Linked DNA regions of Mus musculus: region 1 is linked to region 2. Evidence: chromatin contacts called from public Hi-C data. All regions are on one chromosome and are shown on one strand. The core of a region is the stretch at or near the end of the contact, and the rest is flanking DNA. Distances in the headings are between cores, read along the strand shown.

Evidence for each region. Hi-C and Micro-C count contacts between places; a contact is called where the count stands out from the background.
Region 1: a contact with region 2 is called in a Hi-C map of CD4 T cells, with 2.3 times the contacts expected there. A contact is called at or near these places in 1 of 484 Hi-C or Micro-C datasets (CD4 T cells) and 4 of 130 datasets of targeted methods (double positive thymocytes, memory CD8 T cells, microglia and 1 more).

The regions. Positions count from the first base shown.
Region 1 is chr19:32,951,428-32,957,250 of GRCm38.p6, forward strand. No RefSeq gene overlaps it. Among named protein-coding and RNA genes, the nearest start is that of Gm36914, 5.8 kb to the right of the region's middle.
Region 2 is chr19:32,263,029-32,268,106 of GRCm38.p6, forward strand. The region is part of intron 3 of Sgms1 (sphingomyelin synthase 1); the gene reads right to left. Among named protein-coding and RNA genes, the nearest start is that of Sgms1, 120 kb to the right of the region's middle.

The DNA of each region.
Region 1 (5,823 bases), core at 839-3,338, 690 kb after region 2:
TTTCACTTCACAGAAAAATAATTAACTTCAATTTGGTCAAAGACCTGGACACAAGAGCTAAAATTATGAACTCTTGAGGAAGAAAACAACATCAAAAATGTAAATCTTTTAGGGCTAGAGAGATGACTCAGCAGTTAAGAGCACTGACTGCTCTTCCAGAGGTTCTGAGTTCAATTCTCAACAACCACATGGTGGCTCACAGCCATCTGTAATGGGAACTGATGCCCTCTTATGATGTGTTTAAAGACAGCTACAGAGTATTTGTATACATAAAACAAACAAACAAATGACTCTTAAAAAAATCTCTAATAAAAAAATAAAAACCTACTTCTTAAAAATACCTGTAAATCTTTGTACTAACATGCCTTAAAATGGGTAATATTAGATACAGTACTTAAAGTAAAAACAATTATAAACCGGGCGTGGTGGCCCACGCCTTTAATCCCAGCACTTGGGAGGCAGAGGCAGGCAGATTTCTGAGTTCGTGGCCAGCCTGGTCTACAAAGTGAGTTCCAGGACAGCCAGGGCTATACAGAGAAACCCTGTCTTGAAAAATCAAAAAAATAAAAACTAAAATAAACTAGATTTCATCAAAACTTAAATTTTGTATTTCAGGGACTGTCAAGAAAGTGCAGACTCATAGCATGGGAGATAATATCTGCCAATCTAATTATCTGAGAGAAGTCTAGTACTCAGAATAAGTCAAGAACCTTTAATACAACATTGAAGGACAATAACCAATTAAAACCGGCCGAACCATTATAGTAAATATTTCTCCTGAAAAATGTACAAATGAAGCTGAGTGTGGTGTCACATACCTATAATCCCAGCACTCAGAGGGGGCTGAGGCAGGAGGAGTGTGATTTCAAGACTGCCTGTGCAGCATCAGGAGACTATGGATTAATCCCCTCTTATATACACAAATGGTCAAGACTCAACATTGAGCTATCTGAGAAATGTAAGTCAAAGGCACAATGAGGTACCATTTCATACCTACTAGGGTGGCAATCATTATTATCATGATTACTATCAATTATCCTGAGATAGTAACAGAGGTAAGTGTGATGTTTTAAATTAAAATGGCCCCCATAGCCCCATAGGGAATGATACTATTAGGAGGTGTGGCCATGTTGAAGGAAGTGTGTCATTAGGGGCAGGCTTTGAGGTTTTGGATGCTGAAACCAGGCTCAGTGTATTGTGACTCATTCTCTTTCTGCTGCCTGCCAATTCAGATGTAGAATTCTCAGCTACTTCTCCAGCAGCACGTCTACCTTTGTGCTGCCATGCTTCTTACCATGATAATACGTATCCCCATATTTCTTCACTATTCACCCTTGCCTATCCCTGCCCTGCCGCGAGTCTTTAAACTCTAGTCACAGCATGGTTAACACAAGATGCTAAAAAAAAGCATAAGAACAGCTGTTCTGATTCCGTGCTTCACGACCTGCTCATAGCGTGCTCCAGCTGTGGAGAGCAGCTCTAAGGGAGGTCCAAGCTTTAGTTCTGGTGAGCGAAGCTGATACAAAGGTGAGCCAGAACACAGTCTCCCGAAGTGCATCCTTCTGCCTCACAGGACAGGGTCCACTCAAGCTTTTGCCCAGTTGCTCTCAGAGTCAAGGGTTCTTCCTAACCTTTCCACAGACAGAGACCTCCTCAAGCTCAGGTGTTAGAACCTGCCAAGGCTCCACCCATCGCTGGCTTCCTGTGAACAGGTGTGCTTGGAACTTTGGAACCTGTGTTTTGAAATTTGTAATTTGAGGTCCTCAGAGGTTGCAGGCACCATCTAGGAAAAGGGGAGGGATTTGAGGCAAAAGGGACTAAGATTCTGACTCCTACCTCATTCGAGAGGAAAGAACCAATCCGTTTAACAGAGTGTCCTTAATGGCGGTTGAGTGTATGGGGGTGGGGGAGGGGGGGTGTCTGTGTGCGCAGATGCAGCTCAGAGAGCTCTCATTCACTGCCTTTCCCTCTGGCTCTCTCCCTGCACACACTGTTCTCTGAGCTCCATGGCTTCCTGTGCTGCGCTTCCTGTTTCCTTGTCAAACTTCATATAAGCATTTGCTGAGGGCTGGGCAGGTGTCAGGCTCCGTGGCTGGGAGGAAGCAGCAGGTGGAGGACATAGGATGTTGATGACACTTGGGCTGGAGTTCACCAAGTTCCCCTTTTAGTTCGTAATCTCTGTTTATGATTTGAGTACCTAGGAGAACCGGCTAATTCCAGCAGATGGAAAAGAACTCTAGCAGGCTAGAGCATCCCAGGCCAACGAGAGCTTCAAATACTTTGAAGATAGAGGATAACCCTTCCTGCCTCTCATTCCTGGGAGTGTCCTCGCAGGCTCTGTAGGTCTCTCGAAAACGTAGCTGATACACTGAGTAGTTCTCCAACCCTTTCCTTCTGACCTCAGCCAATCTCCTCCTTTGTGATCACACATTTCTAGGGTGTGCTAGGCAGGAACGATTCTTGTCTCTATTTAATGATGCTTAAATATAATAAGTGTAATTCCTACAAGACAGTCTTGGCCAAAAATAGAAAACCCTGTTGCTCTTTCACTTCACCTCCCACTCTCCCACTCCTACGTTCACACCACAGCATCCTATAAGGTTTTTGTTTGTTTGTTTTTTTAATCACCTAAAGCCATTGCTTTCTGGGCTAGTGTGCCCCCTTGAAGAGCTGGCATTTGGCCTGTAGTCTGGGCAACTACCTCAGATTGCCTCCTTGGAAAGGAGGGTGACCATGTCAGTTGGGCTGAGCATAGGCTTTGCAGATGGGGGATCTGGGGAGCTTAGGGGTGATACACTCTCTGCTAAACCATCAGGATGGCAGCTTCGTCTTTCATCTGGGCTCCTCTATTGTACTGGTGGCTATTGGTTCTTTTCCTTTCATTAAAGTACAGTGGTTGTTTGCTAAAGACGCTTTTGTTCAGAGGGAAACAATGCTTCTATGTTCCAACAGGAGAAGTGTCAGCTGTGGGAGGAGAGAGGAGAGGGTGGGACTCTCCCTACAGAGCCCTCTGGTGGACTTTTTCAGTATGCATTGCTTCTTCTGCCTTCTTGAAGGAATGGCTTCCTTCTGCTCATGGAGGGAGGCTCCTGATGCATCTGATGACTGCCCGTTGTGGCTTTCAGGGCCCATGGGAGCTGATGGCCCTCCTGCTGGCCTGCATCCCCAGCTTCATCCACTGGCCATTCCGTTCCAGGTGTCTTCTCCAGCAGTTTCTCTAGGTTGGCTTTGACCCACTGCTCCCATTCTGCTTCCTTCATCAGCCACAGGCTACTAAGCAGTCCCTATCCCAACCCCTTCTCATCCTGGATCTTTTACTTCAGGCATCACCCTCTTGGCAGGATCTGACACAACCTCGTTCTTGCACCTTGCTCAGAAGCTGTTCGTATGAAGTCCAGGACAGTCAGGCTGTCCTGTCTGTTTCATCTCTGACCCCTGACATGCAGTCCATGCAGTCGAGTGTCTGGCTTTTATTGGGCATTTACAAAATGCACAGGAAGAAACAAATAACAAAGACAGAGAACATGGAAAGGGGAAAACTTTGGGGTCTTTTGACACCAAGGCAACCAAGAGGTTGCGTGGAATGTCTCTTTTGCCAAGGAGGGGCGTGCCTGCGTAGTTGGTATCCTAGTTAGCATGTTAACATGACATTGTCTATGGTCACCTGGGGTGTAGGGACAGTTGAGTTGAGTAATTGTCTTTATCAGGCAGGTTTGTGGACATGTCTGATAAGTGCCATCTGGACTGCTAACTGATATAGGGCTACCATGAACAGTCCCATACCTAGGCAGTTGATTTGGGGTTGTATAAGGAAACAGGTTAAGCTGGAGCCAGAGAATAAGTCAGTCTGGAACACTCCTGCCTTGACATCCATCCCTCAGTGACTGACTGTGTCCTGGAAGTGTGAGCCAATTCAACGCTTTCTTCCCTGAGTTGTGTTTGATCACAGTGTTTTGTTCTAGTGACAAGAAACCCAGATCAGGTGCATCCCTTCTTCTCTGGGATTATATCTTGGTTCCCAGGAATTAGGGACTTTCCTTCATCTTTCCCACTCTCTTTCCTGCACTAGTTTTCCCAGGGCTCGTCCACACACTCTTTAATAGTGTTAACAGAGGCTGTAACTATAAAGAAACCCAGCTGCCATCTTTGAGGACCTTCAGTTTTTGGACACTTCCAAATATTCTATTTAAAAGCATTGGCCCATCAAGGGAAACCCGTGCCTCATCAGCTGAAATGCTCCTGGTCAACTTTCTTTACTGTGGGTGGGGGGGGGGGGGCGTTTGAAATTCTCAGCTGCACCCCGATGTATCCAGCAACTGTCTCTTACATCGATGGTGACAATCCGCTGGCAGTCAGAAGCCAAAATTCCATTTACTCAGCATTTACAGAGAGGAGCTCTCACATTCCAGAGGCACCCGTCAGTTGCTACCAGACATACCCCGTGTCTGGTCCTGGATTTGGCCAACTCTGTGTGTGTGTGTTTGTGCACATGTCTGTGTGTGCATGCACATATGTGTACATACATGCATACACACATGCATACACACAAAAGTCTTTTTTCCTGTTGACAACCGGAGAGATGAACTTGAACCATCAGGCTGGTAAGGACATCAGCAGTTCTCCAAGTTCTTTTGACAGTTCTCTGGGAATCATCCTGGCTTCTGACTCTTACTTTCTTCCTCTGTGGCTGCACTCTTGCTGCTGTTAAACTCATACCTACAACCCAGCCTCTTCCCCGAGTTCCACCAACACAAGCCCATAAGACCCACTTATTCCTGGAAGTCTGTAGAAAAGATTTCATGGCAGATTTGAAAGGCAGATACCAGGGCTTTTATTTTGACGGTCCACACCTTCACATAGCCATTCTGCCCCTCCCCCATACACGAAGCTGAAGCCCTTCTGGTTAGCTGTGGCTTTTCTTTGTCTTCTATTCTTCTTCTGTTGGGTGCCCCTGTGGATCTCTTTTTGTTATTACTTATCTAAAGCCCTTCAACCCTTCCTTGTGCCTCAATTAGCTAGGTCCATTTGCATATCCAGAGTCTTCCTGGGTCTCAAGTTTCTTAAGAGTCACTCTCCTTAGAAAGCAATTATGGTTTACAGAGAATTTCCTCTTTTGCAAAAAAAAAAAAAAAAAAAAAAAAAAAAAAAGGGCCAGTGGGATCCCAAAGTCCTCCAAAGTCCTCCAGCAACCCAGAGACAACCCTGAAATGCCGGAGCTGGGGGTGGCTTTTCAGAGGGCTGGGCATGGTCTTCTCATTGCTGTCTTCTGAAAAACGATGAAAAAAAATGGGGATGAGTCGCTAAAGTCTCCACATCAAAGTTGAAAGAGTAGCTTTCTCTGCGGGATAAAAAGTCAAAAGCCCCAAAGGCCTGTCTGCCCTTCCATTGGGGATATCTTTCCATCTTGGGCGAATTAGAGATTATCATGAGGTTCTCTCAATGTGGAATTTACGGAGGAAAAAAAAGAAAGGAAAAGAAAAACTATTCATTGCTCCACCTTTTGCACTGGCCAAGGCAGAGCTATGCTGGTGACAGAAGATTGATCATGGCTGGAGTTGATTCTGAAGCCGACTGTACAGCGGAAGGCGGCCGGCAGCAAGGATAGCGGAGTCCTGTGGGGAAAGGTGACCCTGGGCTCAGAGCAGTGAGAAGTACGTTTATCCCCGCCCCCAAGCCCCACCCAGTTTACTTGGACGGCGTGTCGAGATCCCCTTGGCTTGCTGTGCTACAGGAGAAGACTCACACAAAGGATGTCAGAATTGTTCTAGAAAATCCTCAGCACTTTGAATCAAGGGAAAATGAGTCAATTGCTCCTCTTTTTCA
Region 2 (5,078 bases), core at 2,328-4,827:
TGTGCACCCTGAGGAGTCACAGTGAAACTGACTGATGGTTGTCTACAAGTTTAGATTTGGGATTCTTCTAAGGTTGTTTGTAAGATTACCTGGTTGATTTTTTTTTTTTTTTTTTTTTTTTTTTTTTTTTTTTTGAGACAGGGTTTCTCTGTGTAGCCCTGGCTGTCCTGGAACTCACTTTGTAGACCAGGCTGGCCTCAAACTCAGAAATCTGCCTGCCTCTGCCTCCCAAGGGCTGGGATTAAAGGCGTGTGCCACCACTGCCCGGTGATCCTTTCTTTTTAACTACAAATTGCAGCCTGCCAGTAAAAGCCCTGGATGAGAAAAAAAAAAAACTACCTTGCTTACTTACACTCTGTTAATTTATAACAAGTTATTTAAAACATGAATGCACATGGGGCCCTGGGAATAATTTGTTTTTCACGTGGAATAAGTAACGTTTAATCGTGTAAGGTTACCAGGAATATGCTGGGTTTTGTTTTGTTTTGTTTTCTGTATACTTATTGTAATTATTCACTCAAAGAAAAATAGAATGTAATCACATTGTAATTTTTATATTACAGATTCTGCCCAGATATATAAGCTGTGGAGAGGAAATAAAGTCTAAGGACCCATCTTTACTATAGTGTGTGCAGTCTGCTCGGTACTTAGTTGCTGGCACTTTGCACAATGATAGTTCAAATACCTGTGGATAAGAAGAAAGTGAAGACCCATTTAAAGCAGTGCAATCCACAGGGCCCAACCCTTGTCAATGCTGGGAGTAACCCCAAGGGCCTTCTCAGTGCTATCTCAATGAACATTCCTACACACAGATGGATGGAACCCCTAATATTCAGTATGATAAGCCAAAAGGTAAAGTGTGTTAAGTTGCAGAGCCTTCATTTGACAAGACCAGATAACTTCAACCAGATACCTTTTGGTTTCCAGTTTTACTGGTAACCTTGGCTTGTGCTTGCCTGTGTGAGGGTGAGCCATGGGTGTGTCTGCAGTTTGCTTTTGCCCTCTAGCTGGGAAAGCTGCTGCTAAGCACACTCAGAGGGGAATTACCCCATGATAACAGCTTTCAGGGAAGTCAGGTTCCGAGAGAAACCAACTCACTCTGAACTGAACAAGATGAGGATGCAGATTCCAAAGACAGGGTTCTCTAGATGAACACATACATCCTAGAGGGGGTGGGGGTGGCACGCCTTTAATTCCAGCACTGGAGAGGCAGAGCCAGTGGGATCTCTATGAGTTTGAGGCCAGCCTGGTCTACAAAGTGAGTTCTAGACCAGCCAGGGTTATGTATTAATACCCTGTCTCAAAATAAACAAAACCCCAACATACTCTACAGCACATTAATTGGACTGTCTTATAAGATAGGAACCAAGATGTCTGACAATGACACCCTGGAAGTGCAGAGGAGGGAACACACTAGCTGCTCAGTCCCCAAAGTAGATAGCCTCATAAATCCCAATATGGTACTGAAAGCCTGGCAGCTCCCATTTAGCCCTTGTCAGAAGGTTGCAGAAGCAGGGTCTGATGCTGGCTGGGAGGCCAATGGGGTGTTGCCAAGTGGTATCATCTCCATTTCTACTCCCTTCTTCCTGGGTACCGTATATTAGATGCTGAATAAGAGTACATAGAGCCTTTTGGAAAGCCTTGGTCCAGCCCTGTTAAGGTAGTGCTCTCTGATTAGCATTGCAACTAATCTTCAAAAGGGCATGCCACTATTCTACCAGGCCAGATGCTTCAGGAAGATGGGGGTCATGGTTAAGACCAGTGAATTCCATGGGCACAAGTCCACTAATACAGCTCTTTGACTGTGAAGCGAGTTCCTTGGCCAGCAAATGCTTCATGGAAAAGCTTGATTCTCCAAATCCATGAACGGTAACTTTGACAGAAGCGATAACACAAAGAAGGCAAATGTATATCCAGAACAAGTGTCTACTCTAGAAAGGACCAAGTACCGCCCTTTCCACAATGGCGGCCACCGAAGCTGGAGTCCAGTACCAGATCAGCAAAGGTTGGCAGGAGTGGTGACAGACACCACCTTCAGAAAGCAATGGCGAAAGTAGGCACACACTGCCTCCTCCTAAGACCTCTTTATATCTGGACCAACTGTGGAAGGTGTCAGCCCTTTGAGGGTGGCTTCCCCACCCTCATTATTCCCCTACAGAAACACCGAGATAGACACAACCAGAGGGGCTTCCTAGGTGACTCTAAATCTTGCCAAGTTGTCAATCAGGGCCAACTATCACACTGACAATTAAATTCAGTTTCAATGACTTCCTACTGTTCCTGTCTTATCCCAGCAATCTGTTAAATGTGCTAGGATAACTATAATTATAAAACATGATTGTTCTATGTTTTTTATACTTCAAAGGAAAGAGCTCAAACCCAACCATTTCATCCCTTTTATCTTTAACATTATTGTTAGTGGAGCACAACACATCTCAAAATCCACCATCTTGGAAATGTTTAGGTATGTAGTCTGTGCACTAAAAACAGTGACATTGTAGCTGGGCATGGCGCCTTTAATCCCAGCACTAGAGAGACAGAGGCAGGTGGATCTAAGTTCAGGCTAACCTAGTCTACATAGGTTCCAGGACAGCCAGGACCATGTAGCCACCCCCCAAATTACATTTTCACTGTATTATCACATCACCAAAATGTGTCCATCACCCCAATGAGAAATTCTGTTAAGCAATAGTTCCCCAGTTCCCCGTTACCTAACCCCCAACCCCTGTACATCAATAAATCACCATTCTATGGGAAGTTTTTAGGGGCTGAAGTAAGTGGATAAAAACCTTTTTTGTTCCTTTTTGGTGGGCTTGTTTTAATTAGCAAAATGGCTTTAAAGTCATATATGTTAAACCATGAGTTGAAATCCCTTTACTATTTATTTGTAAATATGTGTAGTATATGTGTATGAATAGAGCTGTGTGTGTGTGTATAAATACACACACACACACACACACACACACACACACACACACGGCCATCACTCCCCAACACCTGCCCCAGAGGATTAGTCTTTCTCCACATATATCTACACCAGAAGCCATTGGCAGAGGTGAGCCAGGCAGTAGCCTGAGTGGGGCCAGCTCACCTGTAGAAGGGGTGGGCCAGCTCTCCAGCACCCATGTACATTAACATGCCTTTAGGCAGCAGCTCAGACCATGGGCTTCAGGTAACCAGGGTCACCAATACATACAAGACTCGTGAGCATAGCAGGCCACTGACCCACCCACCGCCCTCAGCAGCTACCCAGGCCACTAACACCCAGATCTTTTATGTGGGTGCTGAGGGTCTAAACCATGTCCTCATGCATGCATGGCAAGCTCTTTACTAACTGGGGCAACTCCCCAACCCCAATTTCCTTCTTTTAAAAGCAAAATAAACACATTCTGATTTGTGTGTAGAGAGTATTCTATTTCTCCGTTCACTTATCAGTAAATATTGAGGTTTCTTTCGAGTCTTAGCAATCATAAATAATGTTGCTGAGAACATGGGTGGGCCGTCTAACCAGGGGTGGCATGGCTGGGTCACGTGTACTTCTATCTTTTATGCTTTGAGGAACTGCCATAGAACTTTCCATGGTAGCTCAGCCATGCAGCCATTTCAAAACACCATAAACCACAGCAGGGCTTGCCTTTTCCCACATCCTCATCAGCATAGTCGTTATTTTCTGTTTTTGTTTTATTTTTTAAGACCGCATCTTCAAAACCAATTAATTGAATTCTTTTTTTTTTTTAATCTCATCTATGCAGTTGGCTAAAAATGGCAGAAAACCAGATCTGCATCAACTTTAAATACCTCCAGGGAGACAATTTTAATAAAGTAACTGAGAAGGAAAAAACAAGATAGAGAAGGAGAAGAGGGAGGGGAAGGAAGGAGAGCAAGTGCTGGAAACACACACACACACACACACACACACACACAGAGACCTGAAACACCCACTTCCGAGGCCAGCACTGCGGGAACCTTCGGCCTCTTTACCTGCAGACAAATACCTTGCCTTCAGAGCTCTTGGGAGAAGTTACAGAGCCCCACCCAGCACAACATCCAGACCTAATAAGCACTAAGATGTGGGAGGTTCAGATGGTAAGGAAGCAAAGTTTTGTTATTACTGGAAAACCACCAGAACTTACAGAAGGCCTCATGTTAGTCAGCATTTCAGTACAGACTTGCCAGCCATTCATGTGATACTGTCTTATATAATTGGGCATGTACTTCCCAGGCCTCAAGGATGCCACTAGTGTTAACATTAATAGCATATTCACTATTAAAAATGTAAGAACACAAACATATTCTTCCAGGGAGTAGACACGGTATCAGAGCTTAAGCAATGGTAACAGCACTAAATTACACCTTTCCACAGTTTGAAAGCAGCAGCAACATCAAAAACCATACACCTGAGATTATAATTAACCTAGTTATACAGCCAAGGAAGGAGGACATTAGAGACAACTGTTCACTTTTTTTTTTTTTTTTTTTTTGGTTAACCAATTAAAATGGCTGTCTTTTAAAGCGTTGGTTTAGGCTAAGTTCATATGTCAGTATGTGGAAAAGCAAAGAAATCATTGAAGACCTCACAGACACCTTCTTCTTAGAATTGTGTCTGGCCTTTCCATGATATTCAGAGAATCTAGGCTAGAGAATCAAAACTATGCTACCCAAACTCCCACTCGAAAGCTGCCCTTTAGCCTGTTTCTGGAAACTTACTAATCTACTACAGCAAAGTGCAGAAACCTTGAAATGTTATAAGTACCAGCTGAAGTGTTATAAAAGATGGATACATTTAAACATTAATTACACACAAGTGAGTTTTCAAATAAAAGCTAAGTGAAGACAACATGCAAATCAACCTTCTGCAAGACCTTTGTCCTGGTCTAAATACTTTACACTTCCAACCTGCACAAGCCTTCTCCTTTGCGTTCCATCAATATTACAATGTATTCTGAATGGCTCCTTACAACTGATGCATTCTTTGCATACTCTGCTGAGAAATATCCATGTCAAAAGACACTAAAGTATTAGTTATGCTACTAATTCAGATCTCGAATCTTTCCATGATATCAAGTCACAATAACCTC